2 separate regions of the Rattus norvegicus genome follow, and region 1 is linked to region 2. A link is a contact called in public Hi-C data. All regions are on one chromosome and are shown on one strand. Each heading gives the region's core, a stretch centred on a gene start, on an enhancer-like site or on the middle of the called end of the contact. The rest is flanking DNA. Distances are from core to core; before and after follow the strand shown. Region 1 has its middle 60 kb from the start of Irx3. Region 2 overlaps Fto (FTO, alpha-ketoglutarate dependent dioxygenase).

The links. A called contact is a pair of places that touch in the nucleus more often than the background predicts.
Region 1: a Hi-C map of liver shows a contact between it and region 2, with 2.9 times the contacts expected there. The contact joins two enhancer-like sites. A contact is called at or near these places in 3 of 12 Hi-C or Micro-C datasets (hepatocytes and liver).

The regions. Positions count from the first base shown.
Region 1 is chr19:31,441,890-31,448,414 of GRCr8, forward strand. No RefSeq gene overlaps it. Among named protein-coding and RNA genes, the nearest start is that of Irx3, 60 kb to the left of the region's middle. Within about 2 kb of position 3,067, at least 3 of the 93 cell types and tissues checked have an H3K27ac peak or open chromatin away from gene starts, as enhancers often do. A contact at or near this core is called in hepatocytes and liver, where this site is marked.
Region 2 is chr19:31,652,075-31,658,537 of GRCr8, forward strand. The region is part of intron 8 of Fto (FTO, alpha-ketoglutarate dependent dioxygenase); the gene reads right to left. Among named protein-coding and RNA genes, the nearest start is that of Fto, 210 kb to the right of the region's middle. Within about 2 kb of position 4,752, at least 11 of the 93 cell types and tissues checked have an H3K27ac peak or open chromatin away from gene starts, as enhancers often do. A contact at or near this core is called in hepatocytes and liver, where this site is marked.

The DNA.
Region 1 (6,525 bases), core at 1,817-4,316, 210 kb before region 2:
CTCACGCCCCGTCTGGAACTTTAAGCAGGCAGCTTCATCCTGCAGTGCCCAGGTTCCATGTTCCCTCGTGGCAGTGCCCTGGAGGAATGCAGGTACCCATCTCAAATGGCTCTGTATTGAGCCTCTTGGGATTAGGTTAAGGGCTCGCTGCGGGCGGAGGCCTTACCCACCCTGTTCAGCTCTGTGTCCCCAATTCCTTGAGCAGGGTAAGCAGGGTAAGGTATCCAAAAAGAGCTCAAAGAACCCAACAGGATCTGAGCGGACGAAAGCTATAAGCTTCCATGATAACAGAGTGGTTCTGAGTGGGCATCCTGGGATCCTGGGGACAGCTCTGTCCTTTGCTACCACACTGTCATTGTGCCTATTTTCTAAAGGAAGAACCCCAAGTGTTGGTAGGCTTCAAGCCAGAGCTGTCTGAGCCCAGGTTCTTCACCACTAGACTCAACAAACACTTGTGCCTGGTGACCTGTAGGGCTGGCCCTAGCTCCCGGGTAGCCTCAGTAAATACCAAGCCAGCTTGTTCTGCAAAAGCTCCTGAAACAAGTGGGCTCTGTCACCACTGCCATCTCTACTCCAGAAGCTGACTCAAGAAAGTGTGTCCCCACTCCTCCCGACCCCTGCTCGCCCCTAAACACCCTCCTCCACTGCCTGAGGTCTTTCTGTACCACCCTCCCGCCTGCCTGTGTATGTTCAAGCCTGGAGTCTCCTTTTTCAACTTCCTGCCTTTTCTTTAACCGTCCCCCACCCACCCACCCACCCACCCAAAGGCGGAGGGTGTTTTTTCTTTTAAAAAAGATACTTTATTCATTTATTTTGCTATGCACGTGTGAGGTCAGAAAGTAACAAAGTGGAGCTAGCGCTCTCCTCTTTCCACCGTGTGTGTCCAGAGACTCAAACTGAGGTCTTCAGTCTTGGTGGCGGTACTTCTGGCTAAATTATTTCCACGAACTTTTTAAAAAAAAAATACACACAGCACCAACCGCAGCACATGAGAACGTTACGAAATGAACAAACCTGTCTGCCAATCATATTTTTACAAATGGATCCTCTGGCCCCTGCCAGCTCTCGCTACGTGCCTGCAGCTTGTCTTGCAAATTATTCTTGGGGACCATTTGCTTTCTGGCACTGTACACCGGCATGTGTATTAGACACGTCCCAGGATGGGGTGTTTTGCTTAGTTACACTGGATGACGAATGTTTCCACAGCTGCAAACAGGGCATTCTTGCTAAGGAGCTGGGGCTGCTGGAGACCCGATTGCTGGTGTTTGAATGAAGAAAGAAAGAGGGCAGGAATTCCTCCAGGCAGCATTGAAGAAGCAGTTCTCAGAAAATCCAACAGGGCAAACTTCTACTGGTATCCCAGGCAAAGAATCGGGCTGGAAATATACCAAACGATTAAGTTAAAATGAGCCAAGCCTGCTTGCACAGCACCCTAAGGACAGTACCGGAAGCATGTGTCTCAGACACGCTATTTGCCAGGCGTGCAGATTGCCGTACTTGAAGCTTACTATAGCTCGCTCGGAGTTAGACATTCTCAGCTCTGGAGACAAAGACACGGAGGTGCATGAAGATTAAGGAAAGTGCCAGGGCTTGAATCGGAACGAAGTGTCAGCTGACAGGCATCAGGGTCTCATACTTGCTGCAAAATGTTTCCACCTTCTACTCTTACTTCTATTGACTATGAAAAGTGTTCTGGAACCCAGCTGCCCGTGAGAATTAACCTTGGGGCCCTCTTTTGAAAAAGGAGACTTAAATGCCTAGGCTCCAGATCTCACCAACTAAGGCCCCCGGGGCATCTTATTTATTCAAAAGTGATTCCAACACGCAGCAGGACATTCAACCTGCACCTCAAAACTAGTTCTTAAATGTGGGTTCCTTGGGCCAGAGGTATCCACATCCAAGGCTCATTAGAAGTGCAAACTCCAGGGCCAGCAAGTCAGTTCAGCAGGTAAGGACACTTGTCGCCAAGCCTGAGGAGCTGGCTTTGATCTCCAGATCCCATGTGGTAGGAGGAGGAGCTTACCCTTCAAGTTGTCCTCTGATATTCACAGTGCACCCTGGCATATACATACCCCCCAAAAAAATCCTTAAAAAGAAAAAGAAACGGGTTGGGGTGGGAGGAGAGGAGGGAGAGAGAGAGAGAGAGAGAGAGAGAGAGAGAGAGAGAGAGAGAGCAAGCTGCCAAGAAACTGGCCTTTTAAACCAAACCAGTAGGTAATTCTGAAATAATTCAGAAAGCTATGCTTTGAAAACCACTGTTCCTTACATACTATAAATTCATTGAGGTGGGGACCGGATCCTGCAATCGAAAAGTTCCTTGCACCAAAACACGGAATGAAAGAGCTGTATACAGCCTGCTGATCCATTAGAGGAAGCAAACTTAAACATCTGGACACTTAGTTGCAACTTTGCAAACATAAGGATTTGATGGGGGTGTCTATTGGTTAGCGTCTTTGCGGCTCCAGGATAAGTCTATTCGTGCCCCAAGCCCAACCAGGCTGCAGAGACAAAGCAAACACCTATCACACAGCCTGGCCCCTGTTGTTATTGGTTCCCAGGGTGCAGGCAGGTAGCTAATCGGAAGGGTTGTTGGGTTTTCTGCCCTTCGGTTCCCAGAGGATCGAGGGTGTCCAGTTTTGACAAACCCATAAGAATTCCCTATCAAGTAAATCAATCCTCTATCTGGCTGCCCGGCCAGCACCCAGACAGAGCTATAGCTTCATCAGAGAGAATTAGCAATCTTTGTAGCACTACTCAGTAGAGGGTAGAAATGTGTCTGAAGCAGCTCCCTCCCACTTCTCTCTCTACAGGCTGACCGCAGGGTCTAAAAAAAATGGCTCGGAATCACAACAGTCATGCAAGCAAGTGGTGATTACATTTGTCTGTACCATGAATGTGTCTGTGACTGGAGAGGGGGAAAGGCTTCACAGAGCAATCAGCAATCAATGGACAGAACGTGGCCTGACGCTGCAGCCTCGTGTGAGCATGATCAATAACCCCCTGGCCTTCTTGGCCTGCTCCTCCATAGCTTGTTCTTGTACAAACACCTTAAATAAACAGCGCAAAGGCCAACAGCCGGGGACCTTTCAAATCAACATCCATGTCATACGGAGGAGGCAAAAGTGAGTTCGGCCAGGGGGAGAACCTGGCTCTCACAACCAAACAAGCTTTTCTTTTAAAAACCAAAGCTGGTTATTTCCACACTCTGTAACCTCCCTCGGAAGCTGCCTCTTGATTACCATAAGCAGTTCAGATCTGACAGAGCCTGCAAATGCTGCCGCTCTCCTGATTTCCAGTTCGACTAACTGGAGATAGCAAGGGCCAACGATTTGTTTGTGATTTGAATAGATGATGTCTGTGTTGGCTCCAAGTCAGGGCTGTGTGATGTGGACATGTGTTGTCCCCTGGCTGACATCCTTTATGTTTAGGCATCCAAACCATTATAGGGGCCAAGATTTTGTTGTTGTCAATGGGTGGTGGCAGCGGTCGGTGGTAGTTTTAACTGTCTGGGTTGGGGGAGGGCTGCCCTTGTGCTGTTGCAAACAACCATAGTCATGGATGCCACCGATGAAGGTCCAGTCTGCAAGTTAGAGAGAAGCAACATCAAATCACACAGGCAAATCAATTTAATCAAAGACATCAGAGTGGATTTGGGGCAAAGGCTAGATGCAGGTTTCTTCTACTGGGCCTGAGAGGAACTGACGGCCCTTAGGATCTCAGAGAAATTCTCAGTTGATCAGAGACATTCCCATTCCTAGTCCAGGAAAGGGTCCTAGCACATCCAGCAGTCGGGGGGATCTCGCCGCATCAAGCCTGTGTGATCAGTTTGGTCTCCTTGGTCTGACAAGGGATGACACAGATCGATCCCATCCCAATCCAGGCTCAACTAGATAGTCGAGAAATCTTTTCAAAGTGGCTGGTAGAGTCTTCATCCTATGTTGAATCACAGGGACCTGCAGAAGGTGGCCCACGGGGCTGCTCTCACTCTGACAGCATACCCTGAGCTCAGAACTTAAATCAACTCAAATCAGGGCTATTTCCTCAAGCTAAACTGATCTCTCTCTCTGTCTCTCTCTCTGTCTCTCTCTGTCTCTGTCTCTCTGTCTCTCTGTCTCTCTCTCTCTCTCTCTCTCTCTGCCCTAGCTATCCTGGAAATAGAATAACCAGCAGTCTTGAACTCACAGAGATCTGCCTACCTCTACCTCCCTGGTGTTGGATTAAAATCACGTGGCACCACACCCAGCCTTCCTCCCTGTCCTCTCACATAGTTGCATCTTTACTGTATTGTAATATGATGCGATCATATATTAATATACCAATTCAATTAAAACAATTCACATTATATTATATTGCATATTATAGTGTCGTACCATATAATGTATATATAATATTTATCTAAGATCCATGAAGCTTTTCATAATAAATGTATTACATAACACAATATAACATCACAAAGTGTGATATTGAAATATATTCATGATATATTAAAATATATACTTTATAACATGATATTAAATATAACATATATATATATGCGTCTTGCACCTGCCTTAGCTCAGAAGGTGCTTTTTCAGAGAAACCCTGCCTGCCTGCCTGTCCAGCATTGTGCCCAGCCTTTCTTCCACCCATCCTACACACACACACACACACACACACACACACACCCGGCTGTTGCATGTTTCCCCGTATCACATCTTCTTTGTGAGTGTGTGTTCCCTTCCTACTGTACTGTGACTGACAGTGTGGTTTTCAATGTCAACTTGGCTGAATTTAGAGTCCCCAGGTGACTGATTGGTGAGGTGCAGCCCTCTGGGTGCCTGCGAGTACATTCCCAGAGAGGACTCACTGAAGTTGGGGAAAGACACCCCCTGAATCTGAACAGTGCCATCTCATAGGCTCAAGGCCAGATAGAGTAAGTGGGAGAAAGAGGGAGGCAGCATATCTTGCTTCTGCTTCATGGAGATGTGAGCCTCTTTACCACACACACTCCTGACACCAGGAAAGCTTGCCTTCAGCATGGGGCCAAGCAGCCATGGGCCAATCTTTCTTCCTTTAAGTTGTTGTCGGGGGGATTTTGGTCACAGTGATCAGAAAGCTAATGATGACCAGAGTGGCTGTGATGACCACCCCACACCCAGGTCTCTGTTTCTGCTCTCCTACCTACCCTGCCTCTTGCAGCTCTGTTCTGTTAGCTCCAACCCCAAGCACCATGGAGGTACAACAAGGTTTACTATGTCCCTTGTGCCCTTGGGACCTGGTCCTTTAAGGAGATCTGGCTCTGGAGCCCTAGCTCTGCCACAGGCGGCCCACAGTCCCCTGGGCTCTCTCTGCCCTCTTCTGGCTCCTTACTTCCTCTTTCTGTCCACTTACCCAGCCTGGGCTTGGCAGTTTCTCTAGAATGCTCTAGGGTCTCTCTAGGGGGACAGTCCCACATACTCAGCAACTCTAGCTCCCTGCTTGGCACAACAAGAGTTGTGCTTAGGAGTGAGAGCCTCTCTGGGGTCAGTGATCTGGGTTTAGCTGCTAAACTATCATCCAGTTAAGAGGGAGGAGCTGGAGTGGCCTGCAGATTTCTAGCAGCGGCTTTGTTCAGTAGCTCTGTGGTCCCTGCCAGGCTGTTTAACCAGCTTGGGCCTCTGTTTTCTCATTTCCAGAATGGTGGAAACAATATTTAAGAGGCTAACTTTGACATTTATGAAAGATGGCCTACTATAGCGTTGGATGAAAAGGCAAGCACACAGTAGGCTTCTGTTACTTTTCCCCACTACCAGCTATCATGTCACTGTCCCGTGTTTACCTCTAGATATCTGATCTCTTTGCCTTACAGCATTCAACTCCTCCTGGGCGAGTCCAGATACTTAATCATGTGTTCCTCGATTATCATCTGAGGAGCCAGGCCATGTGTTGGGAACTAGGGACAGGGGTGTATCTGTCCCAAGTGTGCTTTCTGCCCCTGTGGGGATGCCAGTCCTCTGGGAGATGTATCTGGAAAACAAAAGAATGGGTCCAGTGGGGGCGTATGGGGGATGCTCCTTACCTGCCATTTACAAACCCAGGGTGTCATTCCACAGTGACCACCCAGTACTATCTGGGGTCGTTACCTTCCTCAGAGAAATTGGATTTTTGTTTGTTTTGGTTTTGTTTTGTTTTTCTGTTTTCTCCTTTATGGAGCTGGAGATCAAACCAAGCGCCCGGAGCATGCCACCGGAGGAGGAGACAGACAGGTGCATGTGTACAAACACACAGGACATGTGTCACGAGGGAAGCACGCAGAGTAAAGACAGAAGAAAGTGTGGCAAGCAGGGAGGGAGCGCACTGAGCTGGGCCACCACAGGTGGACTTAGAGGGGTGGCGGCTACACCAGGGGGAAAGAGAGGAAGGTGTTTCAGGCAAGCAGACCAAGTGAGAGAGGCTGAAGGGGCCTCTCAGAGCTCGCTGAGTTCTCCCATTCAGGGACTCTCTGCCCAGAAAAAAAAAAAGAAGAAGAAGAAGAAGAAGAAGAAGAAGAAGAAGAAGAAGAAGAAG
Region 2 (6,463 bases), core at 3,502-6,001:
AAGTCTTATTTATGTTAATTACAGACCTATGTGAAGCTGGGTGGTGTGAGGAGGTTTCTGACAGTGAGATGGACATCCTCGATGCTCTGGATTGCAGCTCCTCCACTCTCACAAGATGGCAGGGACTCCAACCGGGGGACTATTGCATCCAGTGGACTTGTGACATCCTTCTCTGTGTAGGTTCTCGCTCCAAGAAAACGTGTGTTTTATTTGTCTGGTTTTTTTTCCTTTTGAAACTGGGAAGAAGTCCAGTCTTCCTTGCAGGGCTAAACAGACCCCTTCAAATACAGTGGGACATCCCCTCACCTCAACCCCTCCCCGCCCCCCTGGCTTCCTCCACCTCTGCAGGCCCTACGGATGGGACAACTGGGTTTGCTATTGGAACGCAAATATCCAACTCTCACGCCTGCTCACCAAGAGCTCGAGCGCCTCCTCCATAAAGCCCAGAGCCTCACTGGACAGCACTTTACCTCTGTGAGTGTCCTGCCAGGTCTCCTTAGCTTAATTACAGAACCTAGGCACAGTGGTCTCAGGCGCCATGGTTACAGAAGCCAGTAGAAGCACGGATGCAACCAAATTACCCAGCAACGCGTAGGGGAAAGACGACAGCAGCAGCCTGGGGAGTGGCGGTTCCCACACCGCTGAGGACTCTCACCTGCCATCCACAACACTCTGCGTGACATCACTCAAACCCACACTCAGATTTCCACGCACACGCACACCTTCCTCACACCCTGTCTGACTCTTCTGCCACAGCCTGTTTCCAGGGCTACTAGAAGATGCTGTGCTTAACGCAGCTTCCAACTCTCAGAGGCCCCCTCAAAGCTTTAAAAGCTGGCATAACATGCAGAAGGCAAATGGAGAGCCGGCAGCAGAAAGATCATTTACAGTGACTATACAAACAAGCTAAATGAAAGACTTGTGTTCAGTCATTAAAAATAATAATGCCAAAGTCCCGAGGGCTGAAATGTAAAGCTTCAGCTCGGCGTGAGGGGATGGCAAAGGAGTATGCTTATTACCCCAACAAGATAACACGCTAATTTACTTAGTAGGCAATTTAAGAGTACGTTCACAGTGAAATCTCACTTTTATCAGATTATATGAAAAATAACAACCACAAATAAAATGCTCACTCAAGCCTGGGGCTTCTGTAAGATAGGAATCACCGTGTGGGAGGCCAGCAAGGGGCTGATGGAGGGGCTGGCCCTGGAGATTCCTCCCCAGTGCTTGGCCAGTCTCCTGGACCAAGCCGGGGTGAGTTATAAAGTTATTTCCCTCACATTTTGTGGGTGATGCCTAACATCATGACAACAGAGGGGAGGAAAGGCCCTGCCTACCTACCTGCAAGTCTCTGTAAAGTAATGAATACAGACAGCTTGGGGACTGTCCACCTGCGCTACCTGCCTCTGTCTGCCTCTAAAGTGAAACCACTAGGGATTGGCAGAAGGCACTTGTCTGACAGGGCCAGGACAGCCTTTCTCCTCCATGACAGCCTGGGCCTACCCTCTTAAACCTGACCCACCATAATTCCTTCACAATGCAGCAGCTAGGCAGCTGACAGTAGCAGCTGCAGTTCTAAGCGAGATGGATGGAATTTTCATAACTGGTTCCCCAAGTTACATTTTACCTTCAAGATAATTTATGAGCTGCTATGGAGCCTTGAAGAGACAATATGCTTGCCATAAAATTAACTCTAACAGTCTTGTAGGTTATAATTAACACTGGGAGGGTAACGCCAACTGGACGAAACACATGGCATAATTGATGGTGAAACAGGGACCGGAGGAGGCTAGCAGTGTGATTGCCGTGTGTGTGTGTGTGTGTGTGTGTGTGTGCGCGCGCACACACACACACACACACACACACACACACACACACACACACTCAGCACAAACTGGGCTTTTCTGAGGCTTCATGGTAGTCACTTTGCAGGCCTCATGTACAGGGACAGAAGAAGCCAAGCCGGACAGGAAGGTGGGGGGGGGGTGGTTGTGGCTAAACCATGGGGCAAGTGGGTAGAGCCACAGAGCAGAAGGGGATGGGCACCAAACCAGAGGCTATCAGGGAGCTGGGTGGTATAGTGACACCTCAGCCCCCTCACCCCCACCCCAGGGGAGCCTGCCAGGAACTACAACTGGCACAAACAGACAAACACCATTGGCAGTGAAGGATGCACAAAAGGTAGAGAATCAAGATTTCTGAAAAGGTTCTTCCAGGAAATCTTTTCAACAGTGCGGGCATATCTCAGGAGCCCATGAAGGTGATCAACAAAACATGGATGTTTATTAAATTACAAAGTCCAGGGGTGGCAACAGAGGCGGCTCATCAGAAGTCATGCCAATCACTGTGTTTTCCCTGACACGGCAAGCCGGTTCCGTCTGTGCCTGGAATCCTGAGCTGCCCGAGCAACCGACACCAGAGAAGCCACACGCAGGCCTGAAACTGGGACCCGTCAAACGGTTTTAATGAGCAATTTTCAGGTGACTGGCCTATTTTCATTTTCAGATTTGTTTTGTTTTTGTCCTAGGACAAGAGACTGGAGGATTCTGATAAATGATGCAACAGTGTCCCCTACAGGCCGGCAGTGCTGTTCTCCCCCACCCTGGCACTTTCGAAACCCGAAACCAGTTAAACTTTTATCTATAACCTGGAATATTCATTCCAAAGTAAATTTGTAAAATACACTGGGGACACCCCTAAGATAGAATAAAATTACTATTCTTCACATGTAGTAAGTTGTTTCCTAGATATAAACATACTGTGCAGCTGATGGAGCAGAGAAATCGCTCCCCTCCACCTCAGGGCACCTGCTCGACTCGGCCTTGATTAACACAGCCCCGAAATTACCTGACCTGGAAGGTGTACAGGGTCTTGCAGGCTAAACTTGGATGTTCTCATCTTCCTCCCCACTCTCTTCTGAAAAGATTGCGATCAATACAAAAGAAACAACATAGCTATAACAGGTGGAGACTTCCCATTAAAAGACTAATGGCGGCGAGACTCATACAGCATGGGCTGCAGACAACTGCCTCACGGAGAGATGCACTCAGAGCTGGAAGGGGGAGGTGTGTTCAGCTGGCAGAGGAAATACCGATTTACGGACACACACCTGCTTACCTCCACAGCAGGGAAGAGCCTAAAGCACTGGATGTCCTGTACCGTGAGACTGAAGTCAACATACTGAAGCATGCGAGTGGCTGGGTGACATGTGTGTGACGGCTTGGCCGCTGTGCTCCCAGCAGTGGAGCCTGGCATGCTGGCTTAGGTTGCATCTCTACTACTGACCAGCAGCTGCCCTGGGCGAGGTGCTCTGTGTCCTGTGCTGCAATCTCGTCACAGAGAACACCGAACATTTCCTGGAGCTTCAGAAGTTCTCAGCTAGTTCTGGCTGTCACTAGGGCTAACAGTGGCTCCACCCCAGATTTTAAGGAAAGAACGGAGAAAGCCATGTCCATGATTGCTGCTCTTGAGGATCTTTGACCCAGGCTGGAGGATGCCCTCTGCCTGGAGGTCATGTGGATCAAGACGCTGTATTTTAGGTGAAGTTGAATTGATCCAAAATGCCTGTGGACTGCCTAGATTTTTACGCCCAGATGCTAAGGAAGCTTGGAGCCATACGTACATCTGTCAATTATAGGTAAGAATACCTAGCCCAAGCCCAGAGAAGAACTAGCCCAGGTTAGGCTTCCTCTCCAAACCCCATTCAGCAGTACCAGGTCTGGGTACTTGCTGGCATCAAGTGGGACTTGGCATCAAGACACTTTGTCAAAGGAGAGGGCAGTTTGAAAGACGGACTGCGTTCATTCTTCACTTTGTTCTTTTGGTCCATCTGGACCCTATTCTATTGCCGTGAGAAGACACCATCATGGCCAAGGCAACTTATAGGAGAGAGCGTTTAAACTGGAGGTACATGACTCCAGGATCAACATGGCAGGAAGACATGGTGCTGGTGCAGTAACTGAGAGCTGGGCATTTGATCCTTGAGGAGGAGCCATACAGACTGAACCTGGCAAGGGTCTTTTGAAACCTCCAGATCTACCCTACCTTCCCTGACAAGGTCACACCTCCTCCAAGACCACATCTCTTCCAAGGCCTCACCTCTTAATCCTTCCAGAACAACTGGGAATGAGACATTCAAACACACAAGCCTACGAGGGTCATTCGCATTCAAACTTCCACCTGACCTATGATGAGGATGACCTTACGGAGTACCTCATGTGTGTCGGGTTTTTGTCCTAGGTGTTTTACAGTAGGTCCCACCATTATCCCCAGGTAAATTACTAACAGAAGAAGTGAGGTTCAGAGGAAGCTGAGTAACATGTCTAGTACGATCTTCAGTTGTGCCTTTCCTAGAGTTAGGAAGTGGAGCCAAGTTCAAGCCCCGACGGTATGATTTGGATCCTACATGGACAACCACTATGTCATCGTCACACAATTTGCTCTAGGAAAAAAACCTGCTTTGTCCTACATTCAAAACTGAGAATGAGGAATCTCATGCAAGGTTCTATCCAAAGCCCTATACCATATTAAACATGGTTTTCTTTCCTTCCTGCTTATTCTCAAGGGTGGGCAGTTTATTTACCAACCAGCAGCCAGCACGGTGTTGCAGAGGATGGGTAATCCTCACAGAGGCCGGCTTACTGTGAGTCACTCTAGAGCACCTGAGGAGAATCCCCATCTTTCCTCTCTGGGACCCGGGTTTCCATGAAGTTGTGACTCATTCTCTTTCTGTGTATTTGTTGCTCTGTGTTACACAATCCCCTTCTAATCAGGGGTTACTCATCACTGCTGCCCCAGGGTCTAGGACAGTACCAGCTAGGAACTCAGTAAATATTTACAGAACCGACAAGTGACTCACACCAGTCACAGCAACAATAACAACCATTGATAAAGGACAGCCCATTGTCACCCATAATCCCCAACACCTATGTCACAGGTGTGGTTTTACAAGTGCTCTCTTCAGGGGGATTTCCCAATACAACACTTGGACTCAACTTAAACCTTTCTTAGAGTGAAGGTGTTAAAAGGTGGCAAATGTCTGGGAAAGTAAGCTGTAGCCAGGGAGCAGGTAAGTGACAATTAGTGTGGAATCCCTGGGCCGGTGCTCCTGAGGATACTGCTGTTCTCTGGGGGCCTCTACAACTACAAAGGAAAGAGTCATCTCAAGTGACCACGTATGGGGAAGCCCAGACAGGACAATTTGCTATCTTTAAACTGAACGGGATGGCTTTGGTTCAGATCTGTTGAGAGCTGTTTACTCAGCTCTGTGCATTTTACAGACACACTATGCAGGCTCGCCCAGGGTAAACAGTGCCTACCACCCTCCCACCCCCAAGGAGAGGAGAAGCTCTCCGTAAGGAGGAGGCAGCTCTTCAGTTATGCCCACGGCTGTCTTTCCAAAGCCTGGAGCAGGGCTTGGAGAACAGCAGCCCCCCAGGAAATACCTGCTGAATAAGCCGATGAGTGAGTAACTCTTTTCTCACACAAGTTAAGAAGTACTGTCCAGAAGATCAGCCAACGACTCATCATAATCAGCAGCCTGGCAGAGCTCCAGCTCGCCGGCCCACACGTTGATTTTATAAGTAAGATATGCAGAAGCCAATTGGCTTCTGTCCCCGTAAAGCTGTTCCAATGATAGTAACAATGGCAGTAATAACAACACCACTGCCCACCTAAAGGTCAGCTGCTGCCTCTTGGACAGAAGGTAACATCAGTCCTTACTCTCCTTGAATATAATGTTCTAATCCCTACATTTATGAGGGGCTTGATGGCGTTATCAGTTTTATGGAGTAATCCGGTTCAAGGACACCAAGGATGTTCTTTTGCTGAGGGTGGGAGAGACCAGAGACAGGAGAAGGACAGACACACTAAAGAAAAAACTAACAACAACAACAACAACAACAACATAACCAATGGCTCTTGGTAGGCCAGTGCCTCCCAGCTTCTCAAGCCTCCCTTGTGTATTCCTAGTGCCGTCCTGATTCATCTTTGGCAAAGTATAGTGACTTACAAACTCATGCTAAAACTCCTAGTGCCCAGCTAGCTAGCTGTCCAAAGAATCAGCCACTCTCTGGAGCATGAAGGGCATCATCAGACGTAGTCAGATGACACGGTCACAGTGGATCTCAGTAGGTGAGTGTCTCCACCTCTCAGGGTACCCGAGGGCTAATAACTACACATACTGCTAGCACAACTGGAAGTGAGTTGTGGCCCAAATGGGATGTCACCTAGGCTCAGGATAGCAGTAGGAAACTAGGACAAGGTAGCTGCCCAGAGCAGCCGAGACAGACCTGAAGCCACAGGAGTGGCCCCAATGGACTAAACTCAAACCTCATTCAGAGACACAGCCTTTGAGTGGCCTTTTGAGCCTGACCCAACCTCCCTGACGCGCCATCTTCTCACCAGGACCTACTTCTCTTCCACTCAAGGCAGGGAAGTTAGGAATGACTGGCTCAAGAATGAG